3 separate regions of the Mus musculus genome follow, and regions 1 and 3 are each linked to region 2. Evidence: chromatin contacts called from public HiChIP or PLAC-seq and promoter capture Hi-C data. All regions are on one chromosome and are shown on one strand. The core of a region is the stretch at or near the end of the contact, and the rest is flanking DNA. Distances in the headings are between cores, read along the strand shown.

What was found. Promoter capture Hi-C pulls out the DNA fragments that hold promoters and counts their contacts. HiChIP or PLAC-seq counts read pairs in DNA pulled down with a chosen protein or histone mark.
Region 1: a contact with region 2 is called in a promoter capture Hi-C map of the 3T3-L1 cell line, with 9 times the contacts expected there. The contact joins the promoter of Rad54b here to the promoter of Runx1t1 in region 2. A contact is called at or near these places in 2 of 39 promoter capture datasets (the 3T3-L1 cell line and hippocampal neurons).
Region 3: a contact with region 2 is called in an H3K27ac HiChIP or PLAC-seq map of embryonic stem cells, with 12 times the contacts expected there. The contact joins the promoter of Fsbp here to the promoter of Runx1t1 in region 2. A contact is called at or near these places in 2 of 39 promoter capture datasets (the 3T3-L1 cell line and cranial neural crest) and 1 of 115 datasets of contacts at active chromatin or transcription factors (embryonic stem cells).

The regions. Positions count from the first base shown.
Region 1 is chr4:11,556,699-11,560,238 of GRCm38.p6, forward strand. It overlaps Rad54b (RAD54 homolog B (S. cerevisiae)), which reads left to right and starts at 2,222. Exons shown (of 15, transcript NM_001039556.3): 1 at 2,222-2,315. LOC115489931 (predicted GPI-anchored protein 58) reads right to left here and starts at 3,121. Exons shown (of 3, transcript XM_030253962.1): 1 at 3,106-3,121; 2 at 2,145-2,594. The coding sequence starts at 3,121. Gm35693 (a long non-coding RNA gene) reads right to left here and starts at 2,128. Exons shown (of 3, transcript XR_390401.4): 1 at 1,977-2,128; 2 at 1,216-1,333; 3 at 754-955.
Region 2 is chr4:13,783,243-13,786,821 of GRCm38.p6, forward strand. Runx1t1 (RUNX1 translocation partner 1) reads left to right here and starts at 1,540. Exons shown (of 11, transcript NM_009822.3): 1 at 1,540-1,899. The coding sequence starts at 1,893.
Region 3 is chr4:11,578,091-11,581,526 of GRCm38.p6, forward strand. Fsbp (fibrinogen silencer binding protein) reads left to right here and starts at 1,572. Exons shown (of 2, transcript NM_001256142.1): 1 at 1,572-2,017. The coding sequence starts at 1,644. All of the region lies in intron 3 of Rad54b (RAD54 homolog B (S. cerevisiae)), which reads left to right.

The sequences.
Region 1 (3,540 bases), core at 972-3,471, 2.2 Mb before region 2:
CTGTCCAGGATGGCTCTCCCTTACTCTTATCCTGAGCTATCCTGAGCTATCCATTGCAATGAAGTTCTCCAGGCTTTAGGGGAAAGCTTCTGTTTTCCTTCATGTTGTTTCTGGTACATTGTACTGCGGCCTTTGTCGTGCTCCTCCACTGGGAGCCCCTCATGGCAAGGCCCTTTCTCTAATAAACATCATTTCTGAATGGCTGTTATGTGTCCGCTCCTTTGACAAACCAGCCTGCTGTATTGCTCTTCTCTTAACAGTTCTGGGCCACACTGCCTTTAAAAACCAAAGTGTAGTAGTGCATGCCTTTAATCCCAGTACTCAGGGAGGCAGAGGCAGGTGGATCTCTGTGAGTTCAAGGCCAGCCTGGTCTACATAGGGAGTTCTAGGTCAGCCTGGGCTGCACAGTGATACTTTGTCTAGGTGAGTGTGTGTGTGTGTGTGTGTGTGTGTGTGTGTGTGTGTGTGTAGTGGAAAGGGGATAGAGAACCTTATTACATTGTTTGCTTTGTACTTAAAACTGCTACTGACTGAACTTAAAAAACAAAACGCCTATATTTAAATGTTTATAAAGGGGCTAGAGAGATGGCTCAGCAGTTAAGAGCACTGGCTGCTCTTGCAGAGAACCTGGGTTTAATTGCCAGCACCCACATGGTACCTCACACCTGTCAGTGACTCCAGTTCCAGGGCTTCTGACACCCTCACACAGGCATGTATGCAGGCAAAGCAGCAGTGCACATGAGATACAAATAAGCCATAGAAAAATGTCCATATTTAATCTTTGTACCTGTAGCTTTTCAGATGAAGTGAAATGCTAACTATGAAGAAGAAACTTTAGTTCACACTCAGAAAGCTAGAAGAATTTTAGCACGAGGTTGCATAGCAGGGTGACTGCAGAGAGAGTTGTACAGTATATCTCAAAAAGCCAGAAGGAAGGGTTTCCAAAGTTTTCACCCTAAAAAAAAAATAAGAATTTAAAGCGGTAGGTGTGTTTACCTTGATTACAATACATACACAAGTAAAAGCGTCTCATGGTGCCCATTAATGCGTAGAATTTTTGTGTCTATGTCATTTTAACAAGACTATTTACTTATTTATGTGTCTGCCTGTTTGCTTTTTGAGACAGTCTTGCTATGTAGCCCAGGCTGCTCTCTTATGGTGATCCTTCTGCCTTAACCTCCTGAGTGTTGGGATTATAAGTGTGTGCCAGCATACCTGACTTCACCCCGTGGAAAGAGAGGCACCATAGTAGCAGCAAACAACAGCTTTCCACCTGCAGCGGCCGGAGGGGTCTCACCAGAGACCTCTGCTCAGATGAGGCTGTGCTTCTTAACTTTGCCAAAGAAAATAATTTCAGAAGTCAGTGGGAAGCCAAATTTGAGTTAAGAGATGTTAATGTAGATTTAAGCAAGGCTTTAATAGAAACTGCATCGCTAATTGTGTGAGTGAGTGTGTGTGAGTGTGTGCATCTTAAGAGAAAAAAATCACTAAATATCTTACAACGGTCATATACAACACTGGTGGCTTCTGAAGTTAGACTGGTCAAAGGTTTCTAAAAAACCTTGTTTTCGGAGGAAGGGTCTACTTAAGTTTTATGTCTATGGGTGTTTTGCAGGCACTTAAGTTGGTGTACTTCATGTGTGCAGTGTCCAGAGACACCAGAACAGGATGCATTTTAATTGTCAAACGTGTATAAAATCTAGTGAATGACCTTTAACCACTCTCTCTTTTCAAAGGATCTATCTCCAGAATTCTTAGAGCAGAAGGATCAGCAAGACTTTGTCTATCAAGACCTTGTCTACAATACTTTAAGATAGTGTCTTTTTTTTTTTAAGTTTAAAGGAGCTCTTCTCCTTTTCACGAGAGTCCAATAATCACGCATCTGTTTTTATACTCCTAGACCTTAAAAGGGCTTGTAAAACAGGGGCTGCAACTACTGTAGCTCAGTGTCACTTGAGTAACAGGATTTCGTGTACCTCAGTGGTGCACACACTTCTATGATCCGAATCCTAATTTATTGATTTAAGTTGTGAGGCTTATCGCCTCAGCTAGGACCTGAAGACTGAAACCAAATCGGTTCGTTTTAGATCTAGCAGTCAACCGGAACCAAACCTAGACCCACGTAAAAGGAAGTGCAAAGGTACCTGCAACGGTTGTCCAATCAGAGTCGGGGGCGGGACCAGCACTGCACGCCGTGGTGCGCATGCTCGGCGCCCGGCCCGTGGTTGGCTGTAGGAAGGCGGGAAGCTCGAGCTGGTCGGCGGCAGGCGTTGGTACCTGCTGCGGGGCGCTCGCGATTTCGGTCAGCCTGCGGGGTAGGTCTCTGCAGCGGAGGCCCGGGGAGGCGCGTGCGGGGCCTGGTGCAGGATGGCGCGGGTCCCGGGGAGCTGGGCGAGGCGGCGGGAGCGCCCTCGCTGGCTGGGCAGGGGGCAGGGGGGCGGGTCCTGCGGGCCGAGCGATCTCGGAGGCCACGGCCCCCGAGGCCGCCTGGGGCCAGAGAACATCAGGTGTCAGCCAAGAGCTTGTGGAACCATCTAGCACCTCCCCTAGGCGAATTACCCACCCACTAGTTCTCTCTCGCCCTCTCTCCGCTCCTGGTTTCAACAAACAAACAAAAACACACCATTTACATTAATTATGGAGGATTTTGTAGGTAGGTAGATTGGAGTCCCAAAGTCTAAGGGGAATTTACAGTATGAAATGGAAATCTTATTACCCAACGTGGCTGGAAGCCAAAAAGCAGAAATAGCAAGGCCTGTTGCTAGCTGTTGGAGTTTTATTTATTTTCTTGCATCCTAGAAGTTGCCACACCCTCTTCCCCATGTAGTCCAGAGGAAGGCAGAGATTCTGGCTATGATTCTATAATCCCTCTTGTCTTTCCTCTCCTGGGACCTTTGTTGTTTCTGATTTCATAGGATTTTGTGGATTAAACAGGCAACAGTAATTATAAGTAATAATATTACAGAAAGTATTTGAGTACTGTGTGTCAAGCTTTGTTCTGAATTCTTAAATTAATCTCACCGTTGCATAGTCGTATGCTTGAGTGTGATTAAGAGTGAATAAGACACAAGAGGAGACACGGATTTAAGCTAACTGCAGAATCACCTGCTGGGAAGGTCATTGGTGCACAGTTATTAAGGCAAACATGATGTGCTCCAGATATCAGCCTGGGCTGGCCGTTTTCCTTGGGAGACCTAATCTCAGCCGTAGCGTGTTACAAGCCTCAGAAATCGCAGCATTTCAATAGAGCTGCCAAGTGGCTTTACATCTAGGGCCTGTAAAAAAGGTCTCAGCAAAACTAGTTTACAAACCAGCTAGAGCCGGTCGGAGATGGAAGATCTCAAGTTCAGAGCCAGTCTAGGATCTATAGAGAGCCCTTGTCCTAGAAAACAAAACAAACTAGTAAAGATGCTAATATGTTTTGGGAAATAAACTAATTTCTGTAGTTCACCTTTTTAAAAAAAAGATTTATTTTATGTACACTGTAGCTGTCTTCAGACACACCAGAAGAGGGCATCAGATCCCATGACAGATGGTTGT
Region 2 (3,579 bases), core at 290-2,789:
AGATGAACAAAAAGATTGCCCTCATAAATAGAGTGTAGTATACTATTCTTGACAGAACAGAGTAATCACTATGAATTGTCGTCTTTTTACAAGTTGTCTCTGACAGAGATGGATTTTTGAGGGGTTCACTGGCTGAAGCAGCCCTTCTCAGGTTCAGCGTTCAGGGGCTGTAGAAGTTCTTACTGATCGATGCTGTTTATCAAAGATGATATATTTTTCGTTTGTGCAAGGTGTGTGTTGTGTGCATGTGCTCTGAAGCCCTCTCAGGCGAAGGGACAGGGAGGCAGTGGGTAGAGGTCAAAATCACTGCCTGTTTTCAGATGGGGTCTGTTAGTAGTTCTTGAAGGCAGCAAGGAGGGGAGAAAAATCAACCTGATGAAAGCTTATGGAAAATGTCGAATAAGCAAAGGACACATGGACCACTGCCAGAATAGCAAGAGTTAAAGGGGCCGGTCCCTCTTCATGGTCACTGAGCTGGCTGGCTGGTCAGTCCTGAGTAGAATTGTTTAGTAGAATTGTGTGTGTCTAGTGGATTGGCTGTACACTGGAAAGGTAGAGAGCCCAAGGGCTTGACCACCATGTGAGCCCTGTTGTTAAAACAAACAATCAAACACAGACCCAGAGAAGAGTTCCCAAGTGTTAAATTGTGAAGAAGAGTTTTAGAAGAGAATAATGTTTTCCTTCTGCCTGGCATCTTTGTGTGTTTAGAAACAGGCGGGCAAGGCAGGCAGGCAGGCAGGCTTGTGTTTCTCCTATGAGGCAAGGATGTTTTACAAAGGACTGAAGACACACTGCTGGGAAGGAAATAGGCAGCTTTAGATAAAGCACTGTAACAAAGGCTCCCAGTTTTATATATCATGGTGTCCATTAAAGCTTAATAGGGAAGAGTCCATTGAACCAGGCTGGGTATGTGTTATTCACAGTCAGGAGAAACATTTAAGGGTGTCTCCCCCCCCAGCCCCCCTTGCACCCCCCCCCCCAGCACCCCTTCCCAAAAAGGCATGATTGTTTAGCTTTTGAAAAGGCATTACAATGAAGAGTTTGTTTTTGTCTCCTGTGGATCTCTATGTAAAGTAGAGGAAAGTAAGCTGAAAGTGTTTGGAGCAAATCAACCTGGGAGCCCAGTGGATTGAAAGCACTGTAGTGAACTAAAAACGGTTAGATTCTGCCTCAGAAAAAAAGTGTTCTGTTTGACCCACGCTACTGGGAAGCTGGAAGTGTTCTGCTCATACTTTGTGCTGGGCGATGAACTGGCACAGCCCGGTCTTACAAGAGGTTTTTAGGTTGTTTGGGGTTTCCAGATCAATAAAAAAAGCTTTGTGGTCTGTGCCCTTGTTTGTTTTAAACCAAACTTCCCAGTAATGCCTGTTAAAATTAGAAGATGAAGGACAGCTTTCAGTGTGAGTTGGGGTCAGGTCAACATTGCCATCTTTTGGCAAAATAAGGGTTAACTTGGAGCTGGGAAGGGGTGGTGATAGTGAATGAATTATTCAGCATTTAGCTTATCTTTCTGCATTTCACTTTCTGCTTTTTGGTGCTCTGGAACTGGGGCAGGAGGAAGAGTGGAGAAAGGGAGACAGGAGTTGTGATACTTTGTACACACGTCCCTGTCATTGTTCTGCCTGAAGAGACAGGGCTGGGTTCAAGGCCACATGTGTTCCTGTCATCCTGCACATTTCTGCTCCAAGTGCAATCCGGAGTGTCAGCTCTCCATCTGTCTCTGCCTGGCAGGCGCACGCGCCCAGCACCCTGCCTCGGGCCATGCCGCCCCAGCCCCTCTGATGGCCCTCCTCTCCACCGCCCCGCACATTCCAGAACAGGAGGCATGAGCCCGCATCGCGCTCCCTCTTAACACAGAGTTGCTTTCAGTGTGTTACACGCTGGATTCCGGGATGCCTGGTGAGTGAGTCCTCTTTTCTTGCAAGGAAGGAAGCTTTACTTTCTGTAACGCGTGGAAAATGCCGACTGCACCACGACTGCTGTACTGGATGAGGGCAGGGAGAGGCTGTGGGGTGATAGAGGTGTGATTGGGAGGTGACACAAAGAAAGCTGGATTTAGGGGTGTAGGATATGGGGAGATACTCCTTTGAAACTGAGGGGAAGGAAGCCGTGGATGTTTGCCTGAGCAGTTTACACAGGGGATTAGCTCCACTGAGAAGTGTTTTCTGTTCTGGGTCTCTGGACTATCATCTGTACTTCTTTGCTGGTTATTTGCCTGTGGAGAGAGTTTTTAGATTATGGTAGAATTCTTGGAGAACGTCTTTGAAGAGCTGTTTATGTCAAAGAAAATGAAGGCAGCTTTGGCACTAGAAGGAATTTCTCGCTCTAAATCATAGTCCTTAGATGTTATCATGTAAGTAATTGAAATCGGGTCATTTAGAAGAAGTATGCTGAATTAGTGACATTCCTGTGTCCCTGGAAATTTAGTGTATGACAATTCTCCAGAAAAATATTATCTTTGGAAACTGAAGTGTTTCTGTGATTGCTGCCAGGGAAAACTGTGTTTGTGAAGCCTGCTGCAGGAGAAGGGCTGTCTCTGCTGCTCTCCAGAACTCTCTAAATTGTCCTGTGCCGAATGCAGAGCAGATAAAGGCAGGGCACACAGAGATCCTCCAGCTGGCTGGCGCATGCAGATTATTTGGGTAGGGCAGGCAGAAGAGGCCGTGCTTGGTCAGAGTTTGCACACCTCCCAGATGGTGTTTTGAAACATTATCTGCCAGCTTTCTGAAACCACAGTTGTGTGTAGGTATCGCCAGTTGTTTGAAGAGTGTTTTCCCTTTAGGATACGTCTTGGAGTCTGCTCTCCTCGTTATTGATATGTGTGCAGAAAGGACAAGTTTGCCCAGGATTGCACTTCCGTTGCTGTTGTTCAGGGGACTAGCAATGCATAGAAGCTGAAATATGGGGAAATTCAATTACCAAAAAAGATAATAACTGAGGTCTTAGAAAGGTCATTTTAACTCTTTAAGCTCTCAGCTTGATTTATATGCAATATGTAACTGAGGAAGAAATGTGCCCTTATTATATAATATAGAACTGGTGAAGAAGTGCTTGTATTTTATTTGTTTGTTTGTTGTTGTTGTTGTTGTTGTTGTTGTTTTACAAGGCCATTGGAGCACAGTTTCATGGAAATTTATAAAAATTCATAGGTTCTTTGTTTTTATGCTCTTAATAGATGAGTATTACATGGTCTGGCAGCACCCACCAGAGTCTGTGATATTTTGGTAAAATAGAACCAAATCTGCTTGTCAGTGACAAAGGGGGAGGGGTACTAGTTAGGACCTCTTCTCCTGATTCCTCACATGACTTTTAAAGAAAGCTCCAAAGCACTGAATTGTACTTAAGGCTTTGCCATTGGAAGTTGGCTTTAGTGTTAAGTTGTTAATACCTGACTGGTTCTGTAGTGGTGTTCTGAAGTTTGAGCTCTCTGTGTGTCTGTCTGTCAGTCTCTGTTTTTCTGATTGTCTCTCTCTCTGTCTCTCTCTCTCCCTATGTCTCTTCCTTTCCTTCTCCCTCTCCCCTCCCCTAGTTCTCTCTCTCTCTCTCTCATTCTCTGGACCCCTCCTTCCCTCCCTCCCT
Region 3 (3,436 bases), core at 322-2,821, 2.2 Mb before region 2:
TGGAGGCTAGCCTGGGCTACATTGAGAATTTGAGCTATACAGGGAGACTGTCTCAAATCAATAGCAAACAGCTCCAACAAAGTGAGGATTCAGTAAGTTTAGTTTGCTTCTTGGTTAAAGAAATGAAAACAAAGTAAATAACTTTAGGGGCTGAGTTGTAGATCAGGGGTCCAGCATGTGGCCAGCAATCATAAAGACCTCCTGCACCAGGAGACATCTTTGTAGCATTTCTGTGCACTCCTGCTTTCTACCAAGCGGCTGTGTCTAGATGCACCTTTATATTTGGGGTCTTGAGCTGTGGTCAGGACCATTGGTGTAGGTTTGCTTAACTGTTGTACAGAGTTGCTCTTACCTCCTAAACAGCACTTGCTTAGTTGCATGCGGCCGCGGCTTTGGGAGTTGGTTTTGCCTTCCACCATGTGAGCCTAGGGATCAAGGGCAGGCTGTGGGCCTTGGCAGCATGCTTTCACCAGATGAGCTGTCTTGCCGGTCTTTGCCTGAATCAAACATGTTCAAGTTGCGTTTTCTTTACTATTTCTTTAGTTTTGAGGCGCTGGAGATTAAAGCTGGGGCCTTGAACGTGTTAAGCACTTGCTGCACCTCACGTCTTTCATCCGTTCCAGGTAATCCCCTATCTGGACAAGCACACCGGGAGGAAATGAGCTTGCTTTGTTTTCATGATGATCACGTGCTTCAGACTAGCATTAAACAGGAAAACTCATAGCTAGATTAGGTGTTCCTTTTCATAGTCCATGTGGTGTGATTAAGATAAACAAGACATTGCTTTAATAGAAACACGATTTTGTTTGTACATGATCATGCCATTTCTCACCATTAATTTTTACACATGATAAAGCAGGATAGCATATTTACGTACGATACAGGTAGAGTAATAGCGAATATTTTTATCTGGGTTTTATATCTAGTATTCAGTAAACACTTGTCCTTGAATAACACAATTATGCAGAGGATACTATCCGCTGGAGACGACGAGGAAGCTTAGCTTTCCTGCAGTCTGAGCTGGTGTAACCTAACTAGCTAGAGGCTATGCAATTCCTGATTGACAGCAGGACCAGCAGTATGCAGAGTCTGTAAGGGAGAACACCCAGCTCAGAGGCAGTGATTAGAGCTTTGTCAGGAACCGCCACGTTCACCCCTGCCTGGTGTCTTGTGTTTTTCGGTCTACTAGATTTGTAAACAAATAACACAGAACAGTTCCTCTTTTGTTTTTATTAAAGTGACTGCGGTGCTGTTTCAGCCCCTCTGCCAGCATACATGCGTGGAAATGTGATATTCTCACTAAATTAGCTCATTTTAAGCTGTGGTTCCTGCTTATCTCCAGACCTTTGTGCATTAAATCCTATCTGGAGCTGCTCCCTGTATACACAAGTGTGTTTTGCTTGTGCTCTCCTGCCTTCTGTGAGAAGCTAGCTTTATGTAGGTCAGGCTTGGCTTAAGCGGCTTTCCTGAACCTGCGTAAGTCAGCTTAAGCTGGAGGAATTTTAATAAGCCCTCCCCTGTAGGCGTGGGCCTAAATGAGGCTAGCCTAGTTAAGCCTGATCTTTCTGTTTGTGAAAAGAGCTGAGCAGAGCTGAAGGCTGCATGGTGGTTTCAGAAACGGCCTACTTAATTCCAAAAGAACAATGGTAGGAAAGGCTAGATCTTCCAATTTTACCTTATCTGAAAAGCTTGATTTGCTAAACCTTGTGAAGCCATATGTGAAAATTCTCGAAGAGCACACTAATAAAAATTCAGTAATAGTGGAAAAGAATAGATGTTGGGATGTCATAGCAGTTAACTATAATGCGATTGGAGTAGACCGCCCTCCTCGCACAGCTCAGGGCCTACGCAGCCTTTACAAAAGGCTCAAAGAATATGCCAAACAGGAGCTATTGCAGCAAAAGGAGGCCCAGTCTGAGTTTAAAAGCAGTGTTTCGGAGCCCACCAAGCAAGTCATGGAAATGATTCCCCAGATTGCCAGCTTCGGCCTCATAAGAGACAGGAGCCACATACAGAGGTAAGCCTTATTTTATTTTGTTGTGGGAATTATGGCGCCTCCTATCTCTTGGGCTCTGGCTTAGCTGTGCTAGACATGTGCATAGCGAGCGTCCCCACAAGGGGAGCCGTGAACAGTGTCTTTGTTTTGCTTTCTTAAAAAAAAAAAAAAAAAGTAAAGCTCTGAGGAGTTCTCTGTTAGGACAGCTTGCAGCTGCTTTCCCTCCATCCTGCCGATTCCACAAGTAAAAGTTAAGGCAGAATTGATGGGATGAAGCTGTGACATCACTAAGTGAACTTTAAAGCCTTCATAGCGTAGAGTGTATAAAGTAATGGGTTTTACTATGACATTTTTACACATTTATTATATACTTTGATTATATCTCATAAACTTGTAAGCCTTAAAATTAGATTACTTGCTTCTGTGAGAAATTATTCTTTTTAAAGATTACATGTCATTGAAATTAAAAAAAAATTTTTTTACATAAAAGTTATATGAAGTTAGTAGTTTTGGGAGCAAATGGGGACTTTGTTTTTTTATGAATTATTACTGTGTATATTTCCTGAATATGCACTAAAGTAACAAAACTTCCTTGATAGATAACATGATTGATTCTAAGTGAAGACTGTTTTGTTTCTCTAGTGTGTTTGAAGTTGGTAAGACAGACACATTGACGAAAGGAGCTTAATAGCTAGCTAAGGGGTTCCAGTTACATAACAGAGTAAAGTGTAATTGGCTAATGGTCTAGTTCCACTCTGACATTGGCTCATAGGGAAGGTAAACTTTCTCATACTGCCCTCTGTAACTTATAAGACTCACATTTAATAAGGGCAACTGAAATAGGGATTGAAAACAGTTTGCGTTAGGTATGATTGTTTGCCTAAAAATTTTAAAAGCTGTTACCTGTGATCAATTTAAATTTAATTCTTGACATAAGATAAAAATGGCAGCTCCTTTCCTTTCTACTGACTGACTTAGGGTACTTTACACAAACTGCAAGCTCTATTAGTTGAAGGCCCTTTCAAACAAAGACTCAAGTGCTTTGCTGCTCTAGGAGAGGCGTTAGATAAGCAAAATTGCTGACTACCTGTGGGACTTTTTGAAGTTAGGGGAGAAAACATTTTAGCTGAAACTGTCTGTTGTTTTGGTAACATTAAAAGATATTTTTTAGTGTTTTACCCTATACTGCTTATTTTTATGTGATTTTTTTTTTTTTTAAAAAAGCACTGCATCTGGGAATTCAGGACATGGCTGTGCAGGGGGTTAATTCTTTCGACCACTGCGAGAAATTTTCACTGTGATGGCAATGAGATTCTATTGGGTAATCTATTGGATGGGTAATCTCCACAGTAAAAGCGTTTGACACTGGACTACTTGTTTTAAATTTTGCTCTTTTCAAAAATAGCCTGAAGAGAAATGACTTTTGTTTTACTGGTATAA